Linked DNA regions of Danio rerio: region 1 is linked to region 2. Evidence: chromatin contacts called from public Hi-C data. All regions are on one chromosome and are shown on one strand. Each heading gives the region's core, a stretch centred on a gene start, on an enhancer-like site or on the middle of the called end of the contact. The rest is flanking DNA. Distances are from core to core; before and after follow the strand shown.

Evidence for each region. Hi-C and Micro-C count contacts between places; a contact is called where the count stands out from the background.
Region 1: a Hi-C map of an unstated tissue shows a contact between it and region 2, with 2.5 times the contacts expected there. The contact joins the promoter of sytl5 here to the promoter of tfg in region 2. A contact is called at or near these places in 2 of 18 Hi-C or Micro-C datasets (caudal fin and an unstated tissue).

Annotation. Positions count from the first base shown.
Region 1 is chr9:32,037,119-32,043,366 of GRCz12tu, reverse strand. It overlaps sytl5 (synaptotagmin-like 5), which reads left to right and starts at 4,666. Exons shown (of 17, transcript XM_681527.10): 1 at 4,666-4,796. It overlaps asb11 (ankyrin repeat and SOCS box containing 11), which reads left to right. Exons shown (of 7, transcript NM_214792.2): 4 at 66-216; 5 at 725-859; 6 at 2,936-3,121; 7 at 3,201-3,814. The coding sequence ends at 3,325.
Region 2 is chr9:31,784,258-31,790,530 of GRCz12tu, reverse strand. It overlaps tfg (trafficking from ER to golgi regulator), which reads right to left and starts at 3,635. Exons shown (of 8, transcript NM_200015.2): 1 at 3,505-3,635; 2 at 1,169-1,356; 3 at 861-944. The coding sequence starts at 1,352. jagn1a (jagunal homolog 1a) reads right to left here. Exons shown (of 3, transcript NM_001005774.2): 2 at 6,021-6,126; 3 at 4,953-5,935. The coding sequence starts at 6,109. The coding sequence ends at 5,473.

The DNA of each region.
Region 1 (6,248 bases), core at 3,417-5,916, 250 kb before region 2:
TAATTTTACTCCATGTCTCTGAACACGCATTCATTGATGACTTATATATGTATGTTTGAATGCAGGCAAATGCAGTGACTTTTGATGGAGCCACTCCTCTGTTCAGTGCCTGCTGCAGTGGAAACCCCGCCCTTGTCAGCCTCATTTTGACACACAGCTCCGCCCACCATCCAGCTCACCTGCTCTGCTCACCTCTGCATGAAGCTGCAAAGAGAGGTGTGTGTGGGAATTGCAAAATCTGAGAGTTGGATAAAATCAGAGTCAAATTTCTTGTTTCACAAATGGACCTTTTTGGATCTCTTTTTATCATTCCATTATTCAGAATATGCTGGCAACAGCAAGGATTTTTCTTTGTAGAGAAGTATGTTGTGTATTATTTGGAAAATTATGTGTGAAAATTTTTCCTCTGTAAAAGCCTTCAGAGTATAGATATGAAAAAACTGCCTGGTTTATGAAAGTTCTGCTGAAGTGAATATGCATGTGGATTTCCAGTGCAGGAAAAGAAATTGAAAACAGCCTTTATCAATGTATGTTTGCAGATTTCAATTACATTGCATATTTTAAAAGTGTGACACGCAAAACATGTATTTTTTACATTATTAGACCAAAAAACATCCGATAAAGAGCGAAATGCTTCAATATCTGAAAATGTCTCAAGAATTGAATCAAAAAGTCATGTTTTAGCTCCACTGATTAACCATATTATCTCCTGTCTATGTTTTAGGTCACACGGCCTGTGTTGAACTGCTGTTGTCTCATGGTGTGAACGTGGACATGGAGCTGCCCAGTGTTGGAACAGCGCTGTACTGTGCATGTGAAGTCAAGAGCACAGACTGTGTACTGACCCTGCTGATCTTAGGTCAGAATCACAAACATTACCCTTCATGACTTAATGAGTTACAAGAACAAAAGGTTTTCTTTCTCAGATTTTCTTATTGCATTCGTTATACAGTTGAAGTCATAATTATTAGCCCCCTTGAAATTTTTTTCTTCTTTTTTTGATATTTCCCAAATGATGTATAACAGAGCAAGGAAATTTCTACTGTACGTCTGATAATATTTTTTCCTCTGAAAAAAGTCTTATTTGTTTTATTTCGGCTAGAGTAAAAGCAGTTTTTAATTTTTTAACACAATTTTAAGGACAAAATGATTAGCCCCTTTAAGCTAATTTTTTTCTCGATAATCTACAGAACCAACCATCGTTATACAATAATTTGTCTAATTACCCATGTCTAATTACCCTTTTAAATGTCACTTTAAGCTGTAAGGAAGTGTCTTAAAAAATATCTAGTAAAATATTATTTACTGTCATCATATCAAAGATATAATAAATCAGTTATTAGTAATGAGTTATTAAAATTATTATGTTTAGAAATGTGTTGAATAAAATCTTCTCTCCGTTAAACCGAAATTGGGGAAAAAATAAACAAGCAGTCTAATAATTCAGGGGGGCTAATACTTCTGACTTCAGCTGTATTAGTGAACGGTGATAAAATGTTATCTAGATAACCATTTTTTTGGTGCAACTTTATACATTTAATAGCAAGTGTTCACTTAAGGAAACTTTAAAATCATTCCATTATATCAAAATAATTAGAAATATGGTTATACATATTTTCGAATTTATTCAGCCTTATTTTAGTTACCTAAAATAATTTTCTATGTGTTTGTTTTTGCAAGACATATACAGTTGAAGTCAGAATTATTAGCCCCCTGTTCAATTTTTCCCCAAATTCTGTTTAGCGGAGAGAAGATTTTTTCAACACAATTCAAAACATAATATTTTTTAATAACTCATCTCTAATAACTGATTTCTTTTATCTTTGCCATGATGACAGTAAATAATATTTGACTAGATATTTTTCAAGACACTTCTATACAGCTTAAAGTAACATTTAAAGACTTAACTTAGCAATTTTTTTTAATTTATATACTGTATAAAATGTTTAAATATTAATATTTTTAAATCTATATAAATATTATTAATATTTTGAATTTTAGTGTTATTTTTAGTTTCCCTGAGATGGGTTGCGGCTGGAAAGGAATCCGCTGCTTAAAAACGTGCTGAATAAGTTGGCGGTTCATTCCGCTGTGGCAACCCCAGATTAATAAAGGGACTAAGCCGACAAGAAAATTAATGAATGAATGAGTTTTATTTTAAGCTCATTTAAAGTTTTAATTACAATGTTTCTAAGTCATTTTTAGTCATTTTCATTAAGTTTAATTATCAAAATACTTTATCTTCTAGCCTCTTTAATGGCTCTGGTGTTGTTCAATTGTTTATTACTACAAATATTTATTTCAGCTTTATTTTTCACTTTTTCTATTGTTTTAGTCATATTTTTGTGTCATTTATGTTGTTATAGATTTATTTTGAAATTAGCATTTGTTTTTAGCACATTTAGTTTGTTTCTGTAATTTTGTTGTTTCGTTAGAATAATGTGTGTGTATATATATATATATATATATATATATATATATATATATTGTTCATCTTTAAAAATTAAAAAATGTAAATTAATTTAACTTTGACATTAGTTTTTTAACTTTTTACATTTTTCTTTCTCTTTTCATGTGAGTTTGTTTGTAATATGTATATAAAATAACAAAAATGCAATTTTATGTATGTAAATTTTTAGCCAATTTTATGTCAGTTTTATTAGTTACTTGTTGGGGTCGACAAAAACATTTCATGAATTTACGAGATGAGATCTTATGAGAACTTTTAACAGAACTAAGAAACCTACACAAAATATGTGTACAGTGAATGTGTATGTACATAAATGATTTTAGTCTTGTGATCAGTAAATTATATTTCAAGTACGTTACTTACTTTAAATTTGAAGTTAAATTATAAAACATTACTCACATATGCAATGGTTGTTTGTTATTTTACCAATAACAACGCGACTCATGCTCATTTAATTCTCTACAGGTGCTGATGTACAATGTGGGCGTGGCCTTGACACACCTTTACATGCTGCATGCAGAGTAGGTGGAGCAAAAGAGGCGGAGCTACTATTAGAACACGGGGCTGATCGTACATCTAGAAACTCTGAGGGGAAGACACCTCTGGATCTGACCTCAGATCAGAGCATCAAACACCTCTTGCAGACAGCAGGTAAAGAAAAACACACAGGATATAAACAGTACATTTGTATACTGTGATACAGATCTTATACATTTTTTATTTTTTGCAGGTACCTGCTCTCTGTCTCAGCTATGCAGATGGTGCATTCGACGCTCACTGGGACAAAAAGGACTCAACAAAACCAAGACCCTTTGCTTACCACATATGCTACACAATTATCTTCTCTATCATTAAGACGCGTATAAACATTGTCAAGTGTCAAAACACGACTTGCATAGTAATCTTGTTATTTTTGAATTTTCTGCACATTTTTATTTGTAAATCTGTAAATATTATTTGTTTGTGTGGCCTTAATCTGTGTATTTTGGCAATAACCTGTTGTTAATTTGTTGGAAGCAGTGTATATTTACTGTAGTCAACATTAGAAGTGGATCAAAACAGTTTTTCAAAGCTGTCCTAAGGCAAGAATGGGTGTTGTTCAATAGTTTTAGGATCATTTTGATGAAAGGTTTTGATCCACTTCGAATCTTGATAACTGTGCACATGCACAGGTTTTATGTTAAATGGGTTTGTAAAAATAAGTAAAAATATCTTCATTTTGTTTTGCCTCTACATATTTTTTTACCCTCAAAGTACTGTAAAGGTGCATTGTAAAAATCACCAAATACCATGGTTTCAGAAAAAAAACAAATATTTTAATAAAGTGATCTTTTTCTTAGTAAATTTCATGAAACAATGGGCGGCGAGGGCAAGGTACAGCAAGATTCGAGCCTTGGCTGGATCAGTTGGCGTTTCTGTGTGGAGTTTGCATGTTCTCCCTGTGTTCGCGTGGGTTTTCCCCACAGGTCTAATGACAAGTGCTATAGTTTAATTAGGTAGGCTAAATTATTTGTTATGTATGAGTGTGTAAATGAGTGTGTATGGGTGTTTCTTAGTGATGGGTTGCAGCTGGACGGGCATCCGCTGTGTAAAACATGCTGGATAAGTTGGCGGTTCATTCCGCTGTGGTGACCCCTGATTAATAAAGAGACTAAGCTGAAAAGAAAATGAATGAATTTCACAAACAACCCAGCAGATGGCAGCTTTGTACCAACTGTAAGATAATACATTTTTTGATTTAGTTTATAAGCTAAATAAGGATAAATCACTAACTCTAGAGCTTTAAGAAGCTTTAATTAATCATTAATCAATAGTTATTTCATGACTATTTTGAAAGTTATGACGTTTCAGTGGGGTGACTGAAAAAAATAGCTGAACTAACAACAAAGTACAGTATACATTAAGAATAAACAACATTAATATCAAGAAACAAAACATTATAATGAACATTAGGAATACATATTCTTTTTTAATGTACCCCCAAACCGAATGTCTAACTATGTGACTCAACATCTGCTGACAGTATGCTGAGGATATTCCCTGTCTAGTCACCGCGTTTGAGAGGCAATATGGCACTCCTATGATGCTGCTCGTGTGTGTGTCTGTGTATGTGTACACGGTCACGGGGAATCCGTGGGAGCGCAAACTCCGCCTCCGCCATGAACATCTCCAGCGGCGGGTGCGTGGGGGGTTTCGGGTTTGCCTCTCGCTCAGAGCTCGGGCTGCGGTGATGGATACAGTCAGTCAGCGCTACTAACCACCGGTTCTTGACCGTGTAACAGCACTGCAGTTCACAGGATTTTCACGAGCGACCGCTGCACTGCAGGTAGGACAGTTCATGCACTGGCGTGCTTCTTAGATGCGGTCTGAGGGAAAAAAACGCGGCTTTAACGGTGAGGAGGACGCTGTAACTTAAGTGTTCCCATTCTGACTGATGTTTAACAGTCTTTATCTTTTTTATACCTCATCCTCAAACAGCTTAAACCTCAGCAAAGTCAGTATCAAAGGATATATTTCACTAACAAGCAAGCCTGTTTTCCCGCTGTTTTGTGGCAAGACATTTTATGTCGTCTCACCAGGTGTTTGAACAGGTGCAATGCAGTAGAGGGTTTGTATTGAGGTAGCATGAAGTCGTTTTGACGTTTTAGTCGTTTCTTAAAATGAAAGTTTAAAAGTGTCATCATGATGTAGCCCGTGGTGTTTATTGTACATATTACATGAAACTGGATGTCCCACTTTTTACTCCAGTGAATATTAATTAGGTTTATTTTAGAAAGTCAGTTTTTGTGTGGATGGCTTGTGTTGGGGACAGAATGTCTTTCAGTGTGGTTCTGTTGACAAGCAGATACAGTATTCTAATGTTAATATTCTTGTATTATATAATTCAGTATAATCTATCTTTGCAGAGTGAGTGTGTGTGAGGTGATCTGTATGATCCTCTTCTACATGATTACACAGGTTTAAGCACATGCCAGTGCTTTGCTTCAGTTTGATAATAAGCAGAAATCAGTCCTAGAGCTGAAATGGTGACAAAGCCATTAAGGTTAAATTGGTTTTATATTCACACATTCAGACTTTCCCCTTATAATTTTAGAAAAGTATTATTGGCAAATTCTAAATAGTGAAATCATATAAGCAGCCAATGACTATCAAAGTACAGCATTGTTCACAGTGAAAAGTAGTGCTACAGTAATGCTGTTTTGAAGTCATACATACTTGCATGTAGTTTCAAGAGATCACACTTAGCTGATGATTGATTATAGAGTTTGTTTGGCGTGCTGTCCCGGGAGCCAGCCCTGAGCTCATTAGATCCTCGAGCCTGGGGCTCCTTCCTGTTTGCAAGGTGAGAGGGGAGTTTGAGCTCAGGTAGATCTAGAGAACTCCTCGCTGTATAGCTAATGAACAATTAGTGATTGCTCTAAGAGATAACTAATTACTAGGAGCATGTCTATGGTGCCGATTTGGATTAGTCAGTTAACTTCAGTTGCATGTTTTTGAATGGTAGGAGGAAAGCGGGGAACCCAGGGGAAACCCATGTGAGCATGGGGAAAATGTGTAAACTCCGCACATAAATGTTCGCTAGCTTGTTAAGAACTAGAACCAGTGACGTTCTTGCTGTGAGCCAACCGTGCTAACCACTGGACGACCGTGTCACCAATCTAAGAAAGGAGGAGTAGGGGTGGAAAGGGGGGATTCTTCAAAACTAGATAGCTGTGATATGGAACTTAGGGTATTTATAGTGGCTTTGGAATCGTCTGACTGGTGAATCATAAATTGG
Region 2 (6,273 bases), core at 2,386-4,885:
TATTCTATTCTCATAAAGTTCTTCTAAAGAGTATTAAAAACAATGTGAGCTGCATATTAATGTTGTCCTTATAGTGCAGTACGCCATTTTGATTATTCTTTCAAGAGACAGCATGACACTGGAGCGTTTTTGGAATCTGATCTCACTGCAGGTAAGAAAAACCTACACATGCTCACTGACCTTAACTCTGAGAATGATTAATATTAATGAGATCTGTTGTTGTTGAGCCTGTATCAGTGGCCTGTTGTCATTTACAACAGAAAATAAGCCTTAGATTGTAGAAATAAATAACACATTTACAATAATAAATAAAGCTACAATCAAAGACTTCATAGAAAGGTTAAACAAAAAAATACAAGCGACACATTTAAGATTAAAAAGCACAAAAACAATGATGACCTGTAAAGCTTTTCTAGATTGTTTTTTTATGTTGGAATTACATTTTACCCCAATTAACTTCTGGTTATGTGAAACAACTGGGTGTTTGAATTCTGTATATATTATAAAGAGTGTCACAATGTTACCTGTTGTGAGAAAATTATAAATATTTCGCTATTTTTGGAGCTGTGGTGTACCTATTTTGATTTCTTTTAGCTTTTTGTCTACTGGATGTGCACCCTTGGTGTGTTTTTGCTTGTATTCTGTATGTGTAAACAGTTACATCACATTCTTCACATGCTGTTTCAAGGCAATACCTAATGAAAACAACCACATTTATTTTTTTTATGTTCAAAACACGGCTGGTATGCAATTCCATCATATGCCCATATATTCCACTGTAAGTGTATTACTGCAAACGTTTTTATATAATCCAATATATTAAGATATGCAAAAATCCCCAAGCATTGCTGGTTTCTTACCAAAAAGAGTGAGCTTCAATATTCTACTGCACTGGATCGCAAAAGACAAATCAGAACTGTCAAAGATGGTGATAAGGTCGTCATCTGGAAGAAAAAAAGACAAAGATGAATGATGAAAAAGGTAGCAGAGAATGAAATCGTTATTTGCAGGTGGACATCTAGACAGTGATACTACTGAGGGATTTCGATATGTGTATAGCTCCTATATGTTTTTTGCTTCATTGCTATTAAAAAAACCGAGTAACTATTTGAATAGTGTGAAATTACTAAAAAAGTTAAGTTGTAACTTTCTGAAGCCTAAATCTGACCTTCGTCCTTGTATTTGATGGTGACTTCATCGCTGCTCTGTAACTGGCCACGAAAAACTCTCTGCATCATCAGCAGGAGCTCGTCGTAGGTGATGTCTTCATTGTGGATAGGAATACGGCGAATATCATCACCCAGCTGAGCTTTGATGATCAGCTTCCCACTCAGGTCCAGCTGTCCATTCATACTGCTGAAAATAAAACTGTACTGTAAATACTACATAGGGGAAAAATATGCGTGATTCATCAATTCGGTTCTGATAGCTAAAAAGCACAGTATTTAATATAATTTAATTGAATACAATAATAAATGAGAAAGAAAATTTGTGAAATTAAACAAAAACCTTAATCTATTAGTAAAAAAAAATATTAGAGATGCAAAAAATAAAGGTTTTAAAATGTTAAGCCACTATTTGACAAGGTTGCCATCAGATTTGATCGAACAAATTATAGTAATATGTTGTCAAATATGCTATTCTTGTTAAAACAGTATGGTTTATCCAAAGCAATACAGTAGCAAATGAGACATACACTACTGCATACTAAACTGCTTAAATTTAACTCAACAAAACACTTAAATATGGCTCAAAATGATACACAAACAACAACAAAAATGGTTTACTATTTGCTTACTCTATTGACAAGGCTGTACCAGAGTAAGGCAAGGCAATTTATTTGTATAGCCCATTTCATACACAATGGTAATTCAAAGTACTATACATAAACAGGAATAAGAGAGACAAGTATAAGAAAATAAAAACAAAAAATAAAAATGATTTAAAACAAATAAAACAGATTAAAATGCATTAAAACAGGTTTTAATAGAATGAAAAATAAAAGAAAGACATTAGTGCGGTCTGTCAGACATCGCACAGTGCTTGTGAGAAAGATCTAAAAAATTTTATGCCAGGTCATATACTATCACTCGTACAATTATCCAGTTTATTAAAAAAAAGAGGTCATTTATCAATATATAATGCATCACATGCACATCAGACGTCATCTGATAGTACATCACCAAGCTGAGACCAAACACACCATCAGAGCTGCAGCACTGAATTAAAGGTCTTCATGCACAAACTCATAAAACCGACAACACACTCATTATGTTCCTCTAACAGAACCACACATTTCCACTCGCAACACAACAGTTCACCATAAAATCCGAGAGCCGTAACCCAATGAGTGTCTGCACTCACCACCGACTCTCAAGCTTTTGTTATGTATATAAAAACATTGTCGTACTCCAAAACCCACAGCCATATGACTCAAATATTAGGTTTTATCTGAACAAGTGCTACTGTACAGATATATTAGTTTACTGGGACATACTACAACTTCCTAAAAGTCTAAGGGTCACGAGATAGAAGATGATTTGGCACATGTTGAGGACCATGAATCTTTCCTAACACAGACTTTGGCCTAAGAAAAAAACGGTAAAACATTTCAGGTTTTAGATTTCATTTTAAATGATTTGATCAACTGAAGCAATCTTATCAGGACAGTCTCGACTTTCTTACTTTGATCTTACTCTCTGATTTATTCAAACTAGCAATGTTCACAGCAGCATGTGGACAGACCTGTATTTAACTCACATGGTATTCAGTGATAACTACTGACTGAAACTCATTCTGCCTGCTGGATTAGGAAAAATGCCATACAACTGGCTGCTTGGCAAACTGTTCAAAGGCTGATTTATTCAGGATTACATGTCTTAAAGATGTGGCATTAGCTGTTATAACATTTTGTACGATTTTGTCATGGATATGGGGAGTTTCTCATGGGTGGACACGTTAAACAGGGCAGACACAGATGAAAATAACAGCGTCACTTTAGCCATTTTAGTAATTTCAATCAGGTTATTAAAGCATGAGTTTTTTTGTTGGTTTTTTTTTGTTGATAATTTCCCACATCGGGCCATTTTCCATCATCGCAGCTGGGTGACGTTTAAAAGTCTTGCCAAAGCGTGATCCATTTAAAACATCCCATCAGGCCTCATTCACCTGATGATGCAGCAACTTCCTGCCAAATAAAGGTCTGAGGGTAACAATTCTCCCGGCGTCAAAAGAAAAAATAAATCTCAATATATTGTAACAGCTACTATTTCCGTGGTTTGAGTACGACTATTTAACTACGCCATACTGTGGTTTAAAACGCTGAACAAAACGTCTTTCTTGTTTTTAGCTTGCCCTAGTTTCACACAGGCTAAGCTAAGCTAATGCTAGTTTGCTTGACAACCGGCTAAATACTAAGGGTTCATTTCCAGAGGTGCCCAAAAAACCTCTAAAGTTGTTGTATAAGAATATGTAAATGTTTATACGAAAAGCCTGCGCCTGTACCTGGTGTTTTGGACGTGTCAATCCCAGCAGTAGCCTGTGTGTCCTGGACTTCAGCTGAACGATGCCTGACTGACTGATCGGAAACGCCTCACAGCGACCTGTACGTGGCAAAACCACAAACGCGCATGCGCGCTATCCAGACACTGCTCACTTGTTTTGTAAATTTAATTACTACCGATAAGGTGGTCTGTATCCTGAATGGATTTTATTTTACTACTGAATTTTTATAACTTCTTTGTTATACTTTTCCTATGGTATATAAAAGATTATTTTTTTTTAATTAAGATATTTTTATCTAAGGTTATGATACCAACAGAATCTTATCAGGCCCATACTTGCATATTACATTCTAATAATTATTTTCTTATCATCAGAATACTATTTTTATTTGAACATCTTTCTAAGTAAATTATTATTTTAAATTATTATTATTTTATATGTGTTTTTTAATAAATTTAAATATATAAATTGTGTGTGTGTGTGTGTGTGTGTATATAACTTAAATTGTATTATTGCTGTCGCCTCACAGCAAGAAGGTCGCTGGCTCAAGCCTCGGCTGGTCCAGTTGGAGTTTCTGTGTGGAGTTCTCTAGGTAGGCTAAATTGTCCGTAGTGTATGAGTGTGAATGAGTATATGGATGTTTCCCAGAGAGGGGTTGCGGCTGGAAGGGCATCTGCTGTGTAAAACAAGTGCTGGATAAGTTGGTGGTTCATTCTGCTGTGGTGACCCCAGATTAATAAAGGGACTAAGCCAAAAAGAAAATAATGAATGAATGAATATTTTGCCGTGCCCTGAATAGACCCAGGCCCCAGTTTGAATCTGTCTTATAAAGCCACATAATTAATTGTTGTGAATGTAGTACATTTGACTATGGCTATTTCACTCCCAGTATGCCAAAATAATAGGCTCTTATTCAGTTAATAATAATATATTAGGCTTTGTAAAATTATCAGTTCAGTTTGCATTACAAATTATATTTGGACAAGTAAAAACTTTAATATCAGGCCTGTTTTCCTTGATCTTTATAATGACTGCCAACCGCTTTTCCACTAGACATTTTAAACAAGTTAAAAAAAAAAAAAAAAAAACATGAAACCAGTGAAATTTTCAAAACTCTTTCCTCTGGATGTTGAACCTGCATTCAAAAAAAGAATCACATTCAAGCTGTTTACTATGATAATAATAAAGGAAAAATACATTTCTGCAGATAATGAGCGCTAAAACTACACAGAGAAGCCTGACACTCTGTTAAATTAGAAACATCAAGAAATTAAATGAAATACTTAATATTAACTACACTGTGCTTCCCAGTGATGGGTTGTTGCTGGGAGATGAAAACATAAAACATATGCTAGATAAGTTGGTGGTTGATTCCGCTGTGGCGACCCCTGATGAAAAAAGGGACTAAGCTAAAAAGAAAATGAATGAATTCACTGCAATTAAATATCTAAAGTATTTTTTTATTATTATTTATAAAGTGTAACATATGAATTGTATGGCTCTGTATAAACACACTGTAGACTGCAAACCTTCTGAATCGGAGGTAACAACTTGCAATGTAACAAAATGTTTTGTTTTAAATTAAATCTTAAAACATTTATATTGCAAAGTGAACATATATACGAAATATACGACAATACATGTAAAATACATCAAATGAACTGGCTTACAGTTATATATGAAGAGTATATGCAAAAATCTCTAAGTGTCATCTTACATCTTATCCTAAAATTCAACATTTTCTCAAGATTCTGTGTGTACAGTATGTTCAGTTATTTCACTTACAATGCAATGACAAGAAATGAAATGACTGAACCTACACAAGGATTTCTTGGAGAAAGTCTATTTTTAGAAGAAAATTTCAGATGTAACTGATCAGCTTTTTATTATAAAACATTATAAATGACTCCATGCATTATACAGTAGCAACTGAGACATAAATAGCGGTGAATGATTTCAGAAATGTTTTTATTTCTTCTTCTTCTCTAGTGTTGAGTTGAACCAGGCATCTAGAAGCTTCTTGCTGTAGTAGATCTGCCATGCATGCACTTGAATTGCAATCACCATGAGTAGATACATCACAGAAACAGCCGAGAAGCCGAAGATAAACCTGTAGGCTTTTCCATGTCGGTACAGCTGCTGGGCCAGAGGAAACATTTCCATCGCACCAAAAATCAAGGGTGCCACAGAGAACAATCCAGCACTTATCATGGAGATCACCAGGTAGCTGATGTTGTTTTTCGGCATGGCCAGCGCTCCAATAAACGAGGGCACGAGACTCAGAAGATATGGATACTCCCACTGATAGGGCATGGCCACCAGGTCATGAGACACCAAATTGAGGTGACTAACAGCCACTTGAGCTGCCACCAGTATCCATATGAGGAAATGCACTACGGTGAGCTTCTTTATCTCAGATTTTGATGAAGCACTGAAAGACAGGATTGGTGATGATGATAGATTGGTAATGTTATTGGTCATGTTAGATTGCAGGGATAGTTTGATGATATAGTTACCTCATTTGATAATGAGAAGCCACTTTCTCTCTGTGTTTGAAATCACCGCCATCAGTCCCTGCAGCTCTTGGCCCTGCACGAGATGCCATTGCCAATATCCAGATGACTGGAACACCATGCAAGTATATGCAGAAAAATAGATAGATTTAACAATTGATGTAAAGTTGATTTTATTTTTGCACATTTGGACTTTTTTCCTAATATTATAATTTCAGAAAAGTAATCTTTGCAAAATCTAAATTGGGAAATCATA